Linked DNA regions of Mus musculus: regions 2 and 3 are each linked to region 1. A link is a contact called in public promoter capture Hi-C data. All regions are on one chromosome and are shown on one strand. The core of a region is the stretch at or near the end of the contact, and the rest is flanking DNA. Distances in the headings are between cores, read along the strand shown.

Region 1 (3,663 bases), core at 550-3,049:
ACCCAAGGAAGAATGATACCAAACTGCACATGGACAGACTCTGCAGCATTTTATAACTTAAATCTTATATTTAACCACTGCAACATAGAGATTTAAAATACTAACCATCTAGAACTCCTAAGCAGAAGGAAACTAAATTTCATCCTCAAAGCATTCCTAAGGCAATGCTCCAACTCCCTAGGAGAGCGTTACACTGGGAACAAGGGTACACCGAACCATTAGCTTGGCTTAGATGTTAGCATTCTTTTACATTGTGAATGATGAACTTTTCTATTCAGATAATTTTTCAAGATCTAAGGTACCATTAGATCAGCAAGGTTACTGGCATTTCACCAGCATTCCAAAACAGAACGGAATACTTCACAACAATGTGTGACAATGACAACGTATATTTATATAACCTCGTGATCACCTAAAGATCTACTTTCCAACCCATATCCACTTTGTATTAGTCAGATCTCTACATATCCACAGATGACTAGAATGACCCCTCATTTTAAAGAAAATACGGAAAACTCTGCTAGCTTACATTACAAAAGAAAACTGAAAAACAGTTGGGAATTCCCCCCCCCCACCCCACCCCACCCCCGGCAGAAACACTCTGAAGCCACTTGATCTGGCCAAAAGACGTCAAAACATCCGATTTTATCATTTGCTGAACGAGAAAGAAAGAAGAAAAAAAAAAAAAAAGAATATGGCTGAAAGCTTCTGAAGGGTAGTATTTAAAACAGGACCACGCAAAACACTTTAACAATATGGAATGTGGGCACCTCAGAAACCGCACACTTGGTGCCCTGCGCACGACCTCATCTCCCTAGTAGGGATGAAACATCCTGGTCCCCGTGGTCCCTGGGAGCTTCCAGCTTCCGCCAATACACCCGACCACCCACTTTTTTTTTTTTTTTTTTTTGGACAGGATATTCTGGCGTTGGAAGCTGCGTCGCAAACATGAATTTCCTGCGATCCAGTCCGATCCCTTTCGTAATCTTTAAAAGACCTGTTCTCTTCTGCCTCCCCAGCCAAAAACACACCGGGGAGCGGGGTCCTCTAGACCCACTCCTTCACGCGCGTCCTGCTGCGCGTTAACTGGAAGGCGAAACCGACACCGAAAACCAGGAGTTTCAGCCATCCCCCCGGTCGGCGACCGAAACTCCAGGCTCCATTTACTTCTGGCCCCGCGGAAGGCTGCAGCCCCGCCGGCCGCCGGCGCTCCCCTCCCCCGCGCGGCACCCACCTCGCGGCAGCGGCTTCGCCTCGCCGTTCTCATCCCGGGCGGCGGCGCCGAGGCCGTGCTGCCTCCGCTTCTCCTTCTCGCGCTTCTCCTTGGGTCTGCGCGGCTTGGCGGCGGCCGGCGGAGCGACGGGCGGGAGCAGGACGCGGTGAGGCTGAGCGTGCAGCAGCGAGGGAGTGACCAGCAGTTTGCGCGGCAGCGGCTGAGACGAGGAAGCGGAGGCTGAGGAGACGCTCGGGCTGGCGGAGAAAGAGTAACAGCTCCGAGAGGTGGACGAGGAGGAGGCGGCGGGCCGAGCCGCGAAGCTCCACGCCGCCGGGCTGCCGAAGCTCTGGGGCTGCAGCTGCCCGCCGTTCCCGCCGCTGCCCCCCTCCCCGTTCACTCTCCGCGGCGCCTTCTTCTCCTCGGTGCGAACCTTCTTGGCAGACATAGAGCCCGGCGGCTCCCGCGAGGAAGGCTGTACTTTGCCAGATGCTTCCTTCTCAGAGAGGAGAGCCACGGCGCCGCGAGCTGGGTTCGGCGGTTCCGCCATTTTGCGCTCCTGTTGTATTTACTCTCCGCCGCTCCCCGGAGCGGGGGCGCGGGGCGGGGTGCCTAGGTCCAGGCCGAGCTCCCATTGGGCGCGCTAAACTGAGAGATCCCGGAACAAACCAATCAAAGACGCGGACAGAAGCCGTCGGGGTGGGGTCACCGAGCGGACCTTCATTTGGAGGTCAGAGGTCTTTTCGGCGCGGCTGATGGAGAGCTCGCTGAGAAGGGAGGATCTCCCGACCGTCGCTCGGGAGCCCCGAATCTGCCCGGACCGAGGTAGCGCTGCCGTTCGCTCAAAGACTTTGCCTTGTTTGTACCGCTCTCTCTTTTTACCTTGAGGTGGCTTGGGTCCCTTCTGCAGGTTCTGAAAAACGAGTTCTGGGTTGCTCGTCTCGGAGAAAATTTGTCGAGAGTCCGATCAGCAAAGGCAGAAATGGTGAAAAGTTGCCTTATTTTAACTAAGGTCGTAAAAGTTCGTACTTTAAAAGAGAGTTTTCTGCAGAGCTGGAACTTGGATCACTTCCGATCGTGAAGATAAAAATCACCCACCGTTTGGAGGCTTTAAATTGAGCTTGAGTGCTAAAGGTTTTCACTTTAATTATTCTTTAAACGACACCAGGAAAAAGCCACTAGCGGTGTTTGTAAATGTTTGAAAATGCAGTTAGAGTTCTGTATTTCAGAGTCAGCGCTATGAAACTTCGCCAAGCATGTACCTTGATTTTTATCTCAAAAGATAAGGAATTTGGGGGAATGGGTTACAACACAGTTCAAGCTTTAGACAAGAGCATGCCTTAAAGTCTTAGATCTTTTGTGAGATTAGAATGTAAAGATAACACATGATCATATTAGCTCAGCAAGAAAAAGGAGTTTTCTGATCCCCTAAGAGGGACATTAGCAGTTACTTTCCGCAGCTAACAGTTGCCTTTCAGGAAACTGCAATGGTCTGTTGTTACTCCTCTTTTACTCCAAACCCACTTCTTTAGGACTCGGTGAGGGGAACACATCAAAATCTAACGCTGTTTGTAAATACATTTTTCTTTTTTTGGTTGGTTGGTTGGTTCGTTTGTTTTTTGAGTCATAGTCTTCCAATATTGTCCTGGCTGTCCTGTAAACCAGCCTGGCCTCGAACTCAAATCTTCCTGCATTTGCCCAACTCCCTTTCCCCCAGTGCTGGAATTAAAGAAAGGTGTGTACCACTGCATCTGTCCTCATTGTTTTTAGTTTTTAGAAGTAAATTGTTAATATATAGAGTATTCCCTGAAGCTAGACCCAGAGAGACAAATTTTGCATATTTTCTCTAATGTGTGTAATCTAGTTTTAAAAACACACACACAACATAAAAATAGAAGGGAAATGGGAAAAAGAAAGGTGATGAGCATAAGAAAGAAAGTCACTTCATCTCCCTCACCTGGGAATGAGTATGTCTACATCCAGGGCAGGGGATGAGGGAGTGGTGGTGTGACTGAGCAAATAAGGGTACAACATGGAAAGTGTTGGAATGAAACTGAACGCTAAGTAAGAAAACAAAAGGAAAAGGGGTTTCCTCTCTAGATTATCTAATTGGGACATTCATAACAGTGTCAGTTAGTCTAATGATTTTTTTTTAATTTTTTCGGTTTTTGAGACAGGGTTTCTCTGTATAGCCCTGGCTGTCCTGGAACTCACTCTAGACCAGGCTGGCCTCAAACTCAGAAATCCGCCTGTCTCTGCCTCCTAAGTGCTGGGATTAAGGGTGTGTGCCACTGCTGCAAGGCTCTAATGATCTTTTTAAAATGCATTTTTCTATTTTTTTCTCTTTTAGAAAGCATTTGCTTGTGCAGAGGGGAACAATGTCCGGGAGCAGAATTAATGATCTATTAAATAAAAACACATCTATGTTATGTCTGCATGGCAAAAATTAA
Region 2 (3,663 bases), core at 669-3,168, 1.7 Mb before region 1:
AATGGTGCTTTATAATCCTCAGCCTAACTTTTCATGAGACTGGCCTTTCAATGGAAATCTTGCTGGCTCAGGAGCATTCCTTAAGGCCAAGGACTGGGTAGTCCTCACCAGTCATAGCCAACTTTTCTCAAATGGAAAAAGGCACAAAGTCAAGCAAATTCATCCTTTGTAAAGATCTTCAGCTCTGACCTAATTTGCTGTCCTCTCCACGATGTGGGGGTGGGGCTGAAGAGGAAGAACCTACTGTTCAAAGCCAACAAACCTGTATGGGGCAGTCCCTTCCCTGCCTTGCCTGTCTGTCTTCTCAGTGCACCAGGCCCCACTAGTACTGTTACCCCTATTTAAAAGGAAACAACCAGAGAAAGGTGGAACAGCCTGCTAAACGTGGCACTCCTGAAAAGCCCCAGAGCCAGGATACACACCCCCTCTTTTCTGTCTGGGTCAGCTAAGCCTTTTGAACCGCCTTGCTTTCCTCCCACACTACATCCCAGACATCAAAGCTCTTAACTGCTGATAATTCCTTCCCATACTCTGATTTACAAAGATGAGTGGGTGAGTGGTTCCTTTTTTTTTTTTTCTTTTTGCCTGAAACATATTATTTCAAAGTTAAGCAAATGGAATGTAAGCTACGGAAACTCAAAAAGCACCACTCAGGGTTTGACTGGAGAAGTCAGCAGCCCTCAGCCCCCTGTGTCCTGCTTAGCTTTCCACCTGGCTCTAAATTTGGAGAAGGGGAAGGAGCTAGATGGGGGTACAGCGCTCCACCAAGAGCCTTCTTTTCTTTCCTGTAGCAGACTTGTTTGTCTGATTAACCTAAAACTTGACTCCTGTCCAGGTTACACTCACCATTTATATGTCTAGGCTCTTACTCCATTTATCTCCCTAACACCTACCCCACCGCCCCTCTCCACTCTTCAACTAGGGCAGGTGCCCTCCTCTATCCTGTCTCCACTCAATCCTCTTCAGTTTCTTCCAAGAGGACACATGGCCCTGCTCTGCAGATGTTATTTCACCTTATTCTTGCATCCAGGACGACCAGACTCCTTCCTCTAACTTTCCTCTATCGGAGGGGCACTTCTGAGAACTTTGCGAGGAATGAAAGACTGTAAAAAGTGGAGCGAGCCAATAGTGAAGTCTCTCCACGGGCTCCGCCTGCCAGGCCCTCTGCAGTTCCATGCTGGGACCCCGAACTCCAGCTTCCTTGTGGCAGGATGGAGCCCCAGAAGACTGTGCTGTAGATGGGCCACCAGGCTCGGCATCGGGTTCCCCGGATTTCTGCTTTGTCCAGTGTTGGGGTGTGGGCAAGTCGGGGCGTCCTGCAGGCTAGCAGCCCGGCTCACAGGGAAGCTGAAGACAGGTCCACCCAGGGATCCCGGCTCTCTTCACCGGCCTGCCCATGTCGGGCCTCCGCTCCCCTCCTTCCCGGCTCCCGCCTCCTCCCGCAGGCTGCAGGGCGGCCCGGGGCCTGCCTCTCCCAGCGCCTTCACTACCGGGTCAAGCCGCGGAGGGAGGGAGACGGCGGCGAAGCCCTCCCTGGCGCTCCACTCGGTGCGCGCGCCTCCTCCCTCGGCTCGCATCCCCCAACGCTCCCCCCTCCCCGCCGCCCGCTTGCATCCTGCCAGTACAGTACAACTAGTACACAGGCACACACGCGCACACGCGCACACACACGCGCTCCCTACCGCTGCCACTGCAGCTGCCATGGATATCGGCTAACAACACAGAGGCCGGCGAGCGCGCGCGCGCTCCCCACTCGCAGCACGCAGGAGTGGCCCCCGGCATCCCTACCCTCCTCCCCACCCCCACGCCACCCGCTCACCAGCTCGGCCACTGCTCGCGCTGGCTCGGCCGCCGCCACCGCCGCTAACGCCGCCAACGCCACCACAGCTTCCTCCGCTGCGGGGCCAAAGCCTTGAGTGTCATTCAAGGGACAGCACAACCTCACCCAAGCTCTCCTACCTCTGCCCAGCCGTCCCTCTCATCCTCCCCCTTCCTCCGCCACACTCCATCCAAAGAAGAGGGAAAGCGCGGAGCAGAGGGAGAGAAAGGCAAAGTCTGCCACCCTCTTCCCTTGGCCCCCTTGCTCCTCCATCCCGATTTTGACTCCCAGACCCTCCTTCCCAAAGGACCCTCTGGAACTGAGGCGACTCACCCTACTGCCATGTCCAAAAGCTTGAAAAAGAAAAGCCACTGGACTAGCAAAGTCCACGAGAGTGTCATTGGCAGGAACCCGGAGGGCCAGCTGGGCTTTGAACTGAAGGGGGGCGCGGAAAACGGACAGTTCCCCTACCTGGGGGAGGTGAAGCCGGGCAAGGTGGCCTATGAAAGCGGCAGCAAGTTGGTGTCCGAGGAGCTGCTGCTGGAGGTGAACGAGACCCCCGTGGCGGGGCTCACCATCAGGGACGTTCTGGCCGTGATCAAACACTGCAAGGACCCCCTCCGGCTCAAGTGTGTCAAGCAAGGTGAGCGCAGCTTGTTCGGTGCTCTGCCTGGCGGTGGGACCCCGGCGTGGGGATGGCATTAACAGGGTGGGCGCGGGTGTTGGATGGGTGTATGCTGCGCCACCGCGGGGTGGGGTCCAGAGAGCACGGTAACTGTGTTCGGAGCATTAGGGGGACCGGGACTGGGGGGCTGGCTGGCCGGCTAAGCCAGGTGGTACTGTAGCAGGCAACTTAGTTTGCCCAGTTGGACCCTCCCCTTTGGAAGATGCTTGGCCTTGTCTGACCTCCTCTGAGCTTTAGGCCAAATAGAATGTGCGCCAATGGCATGTCCACAGTGGACACAGAGCTTTCGGGGAAGGAGGAAAGCAAGGGAGGAGGAAGAAAGGAAGATGGAGCAACTTGAGGTGCAGAGCTGTCGCTAGAGAGAATGGGAGAAGCTCTGAATATTGGGGCAAGTGGAGACCCCTTGCAGGATATCCAAAACTAGTCTGGAGACACCTTGGTCCGTAGCGGTTCCCTAGGGATCACTGACGGGAGAGGAAGGAAAGGGACAAATTGGTTTGGACGCTTTGACCGGTAGTGTTCAGTAACTTTTTCCCTGCTTCACTCCTCGGTCTTTCTCCCCCGCCCATGGTCATGTCATGTGGGCACCGTGAGTCACGTGCAGACTGACTAACCCTAGAGATCGCCCCTGGCCAGCAGGCAGGAGGAGGGGCAGAGATTAAGAAGCGGGGAGCTGGGAGAGCTTTCTAATGTGGAAGGGGAGGCAGACTGCGGCATTACAAGGGTTCCCCTAAGTATTCTTCATTGACTGGAATTTTCTTATTGACTAGGATTTCTCTGTGGTTGGACTCTCCTCTAGCTCCAGACATGGGGGCGTGTTTGTGGCATAGAGGTGGATGGAGATGCAAGCTGGTCAACAGCCCAGGCTCCCTGTGTTCTAACTTGGCTTCTGTCAAGTCTCTTCTAGGCTGTGAAGTTAATTTAGAGAGATTGGAATCTTGCTGAAAAAATGTCTTTGCTTGAAATAAAATTGTGGTCCTGAGAGAAAACTTTCATTAGAAAAGACTTTATTGTACAAATGTAGCGTGCCTTTGTTTTCCTCTGGTGGTAATGCAGTTTCTTGGGTGGCACAGGTGGACAGGACAGATCTGTCTCAAACATACCAGCATGGTATGACAGTTTGTTATCTATTGTTATTTGTCTTGCGCCAGTGTTGAAA
Region 3 (3,663 bases), core at 549-3,048, 1.4 Mb before region 1:
ACCGAAGTCAGATTTCATCAGCATTACAAATCTGTACTTCTTCCTTCTGTATTCTTATGTGCCTCTACCCCTGTTAATGATGCTATACATTGAAAATTAATATATATAAATTTATAAAGACAAACAATGATAATGTGCATATTAGTACATAGTAATGTATGTGACACAGAATAGAATCCTCTGATCCATCATAACAAGAGCTTATATTTAGAGAGTGCTTATCAAGTACCAGGACATGAACAAATCGTGCTGCCTATTTACTGTATATTGCTATCTTCTGAGCCAAACAGCAGCCATCCTCAGGAGTTCAGCTGTGGCTATTCACAAACTGGACCATTGCCTAACCCTAGCTCCTCAAGAAAAGGAGGAGTTGGAAAGATAATGGGACTCTCACCTGAGTTTCCAGCTATTCCACTATTGTAAGCAATTCTACCCTTCTTGCCTATGGCCTTGAGAAGGAGATAAGATATATAGGCTGAGGAATGCCAGGGAGCAGAGGGACCATATATAGGGCTCTGTGAAAGCTGTCATCCTTGCTGATTAGAGACTGTCCAGTGCAGACTTACATGCAGCAGTACCCTACCCCATAAGTATCTGTTTACCTATGCCGTATAAGTAAGACAATAATTCTTGGTTCCCCAGTTCCCCAGAGTAAACTGTGGTGGAATAAAATCTCTTTGTTTTGGGGACATTAGAAATAGATAGACTTTATGCCTTCCATAGAGAAAACAATTTAGCAATAATATTCTCACTTAATTCTAATACAATGCTCTGCAACTATGTCAGTTGATAACTATTCTACTATTAAGTTAGACTGTCTGAGTTTAAAGTCACCTTCTTAGGAACTTGTGAAGTTGGGCCTGGAACACAGGTCTTTCTTACTGAAAACAAAGTCAGTCCTGTTTATCACCCCTAAGGTAAACCGCCTCAGCCTCTGGACAGCTCCATAAATCATCCAAAATGGTGGCCCACTTGGACTCTCATTGTTTACAGCCTACTTCTCACTAAAAATACAGCAGATGCCTATCAGCCTACTTCCCACACAGGTCTTTCTTCCCATTGCCTTTGCACTTACTGTGCCTTTTGCTGGGGCCAACCAAACCCTCACCTCCCTAACCACATGCTTAGACAAATGCATGCTTGTTCCCACATCCACTGTCTCCCTTCCTGTAATGAGGATGTCTTCATTGTTGTAGTTGGCCTTTGTTACAAAGTGGCTCAAGTAAGCATCTCTTCCCAAGTTCACTGTTTTTCTCTCCTAGTGGAATCTGAACCTTGCCTGGAAGCATCCTTATATTGTATGCCTGTTCTGCAAACGATTAAATGATATAAGATTTGCTGAGATTTATCCAATGCTTGTGCTAAGTGCTTACCATAAAAAGATAAACTAAAAAAAAAATTGGCTCCAGAGAGGTTAATCATATCATAACTGGAGATTCAAAAGCTTCAAATAATAGGCTAATAATTCAGTGAGCATACGCAGAATTCACCTTACAGAGAGAGACTGGAGTGAAATCCCTTTCTTTATTTCTAAGCAGCTTCCTCAGATATAGAGCACATGGAGGATTTGGGTGATCAAAGTTAGTAACTGACTCTGCCTCACATCTTAGATCTGCTAATTTTAAAAACCTAACGGATTTTGTTAACCTCACATGGCCCCAAGTCTTCTAAGAATTTGGGGTTGTTGGGTCTGGAGTAGGGCCTAGAGATACATGTATTTCATAGGCAGCCCTCCATCCTCCGGGGCCTCTGCTACCCGCCTATGTTTGAGTAGCTGCAGACCTGCTGCCTGGTTCAGAAGGAAATGTCTGTGCTTTGTGCTGGTGATGAATGTTAGTGAAATAGCACATATTTGCATACTTGCATAACTCGAAACTCAAAGTCAAGAGTCCTTTTTTTAAAATCAAACTAGAAGTTGAGGTTTGTGCCTTTTGAAATCACAGCTTCAGACATTGATTTAGTTTTCATTTATAAATCCTTCCCACCCAAAAGCACAAGGTACTTTATAAACATTAACCATGGGAGAAACATGAATCTTGACAAAAATACTGTCAACTGGATAAAATGTTTTTAGTAAATGAAAAAAAAATGTAATTCAGCCTTTCAAATTGAATTTCAAATGATATTTCCTGCTCTGGTGGTGTGCATCTGCTCCTGCGTCTCAAGTTCCAGGCATTAACTTGTACTTGGTTGGTCTCTCACACCTGCCAATGAATCTCTAGCTCCTTCCGTGTGAGTTGAGGCCACACACTATTTGCATTGCTATTTCTGAGAGAGACAGTTGGAATGCCCTGTTACCATCTCCCCACCTCACCCTGAAAGGACCTGAGTTTATGCTTTGCTGGTTGCCTCCACTCTTCCTGGGGAGCCTTATTGAATTTTGAATGTGGGTCAGCATCTATCCCCTGTTCTGTCACAGTCTGTTGAACATTATACATTTTATGGACTTCAGACACTGGAGATTTTGATAAAGGATATAAAAAGGAGTGTGTTCCTTCTTGCTCTGAAATTCTTCCTCTCCATGGAGTCTCTCGACAAGAGCTGTGGAGATCCACACCTCCACTCTGCTCTGTGTCGCTGCTCTGTACCCTGTCGTTGCTTTCTCTCTTCTTTCAGCTTTCCTACCCTTACATATTTCTGTTGTCCAGAACTTAATTTAGAAAATGACTTTAAAAGACTGGCTGGGTAAAGTTGTTTGATATCCAGGGGTCTTTCTGTTGTATACTGTACCACCATATGAAATTGACAAAAGGACTTAATTTGAATCTAAAAATTCAAGCATTCACTTCTCTCTGTGTGATCACAGGGTCTCTGAGAATGTTTCATGTGATATTTCATTTCAGATAGGACATAAAACAAGCACTTTTCTTAACAAACTTTAGGGAAAATTAGATCCCTTATATTTAGGCAATACTTATAAATTAGGCAAGTCCCTAATTTAGGTTGTTCTCTTTTTGGTATAACTGGATGTCTTTGTATCCCACAAAAATGTAATCCCCAGCATCAAGTAAACATGACAGTCACACTCGAATCTCCAAATATATAATAGCCCCAAATAGTATTTCTTGAACAATCCACTCCTGAAATTCTGTAAGAAAGTAGATCATCTTTCTAACAAATGATAGCATCATGCAGACTCAGCTACAGGGGCACCACTGAAAGCTGATAATTACTGAAATAAACCTGTATGTCCATCCAGGTGGAGTTGTTTCAATGTGCTCAGTCAAGGCATTTACGGTCAAATGCTTTAGTTTCTTCTAAAAGATAAACCCAGTGTTTAATATAAAGTTTGAATTTTCTACACTACTATCTAAGAAAGCTTCATTATTGATTCTCTACTCAGAAAGTTCTATAGAACTATAAATGTATTTCATGGTTGACTTGCTAAAATGATTGAATTGATCAAAAGAAGGAGATGTTGAAGTTTGGCTTTCTGACATGAAATAACATGTAAACACTTAGAATTAATATTATTAAATATCAATTATGTAATCACCATTTTTCAAAAATATAAAGATGAAGAAAAATAGTATTTTTAAACATGTTATTTATGTGATTATATTGATAAAGTTCTCTTTTTTTCAGAGACATATGAGTCACTCAACAACTATGAACTTATGCCAAGTGACTCCTAATTTCAGATTTATTTTAGGGAACTGCATG

The links. Promoter capture Hi-C pulls out the DNA fragments that hold promoters and counts their contacts.
Region 2: a contact with region 1 is called in a promoter capture Hi-C map of cranial neural crest. The contact joins the promoter of Magi2 here to the promoter of Rsbn1l in region 1. A contact is called at or near these places in 2 of 39 promoter capture datasets (cranial neural crest and hippocampal neurons) and 1 of 115 datasets of contacts at active chromatin or transcription factors (astrocytes).
Region 3: a contact with region 1 is called in a promoter capture Hi-C map of hippocampal neurons, with 4 times the contacts expected there. The contact joins the enhancer-like site here to the promoter of Rsbn1l in region 1. A contact is called at or near these places in 5 of 39 promoter capture datasets (frontonasal cranial neural crest, hippocampal neurons, liver and 1 more) and 1 of 115 datasets of contacts at active chromatin or transcription factors (astrocytes).

The regions. Positions count from the first base shown.
Region 1 is chr5:20,950,023-20,953,685 of GRCm38.p6, forward strand. Rsbn1l (round spermatid basic protein 1-like) reads right to left here and starts at 1,800. Exons shown (of 8, transcript NM_001080977.1): 1 at 1,235-1,800. The coding sequence starts at 1,763. It overlaps A630072M18Rik (RIKEN cDNA A630072M18 gene), which reads left to right and starts at 967. Exons shown (of 1, transcript NR_030699.1): 1 at 967-3,663.
Region 2 is chr5:19,225,128-19,228,790 of GRCm38.p6, forward strand. Magi2 (membrane associated guanylate kinase, WW and PDZ domain containing 2) reads left to right here and starts at 1,919. Exons shown (of 23, transcript NM_001170746.1): 1 at 1,919-2,462. The coding sequence starts at 2,162. 4921504A21Rik (RIKEN cDNA 4921504A21 gene) reads right to left here and starts at 1,428. Exons shown (of 3, transcript NR_102342.1): 1 at 1,014-1,428.
Region 3 is chr5:19,544,868-19,548,530 of GRCm38.p6, forward strand. The region is part of intron 1 of Magi2 (membrane associated guanylate kinase, WW and PDZ domain containing 2); the gene reads left to right. Among named protein-coding and RNA genes, the nearest start is that of Gm25335, 31 kb to the left of the region's middle. Within about 2 kb of position 1,799, at least 12 of the 459 cell types and tissues checked have an H3K27ac peak or open chromatin away from gene starts, as enhancers often do. A contact at or near this core is called in hippocampal neurons, where this site is marked.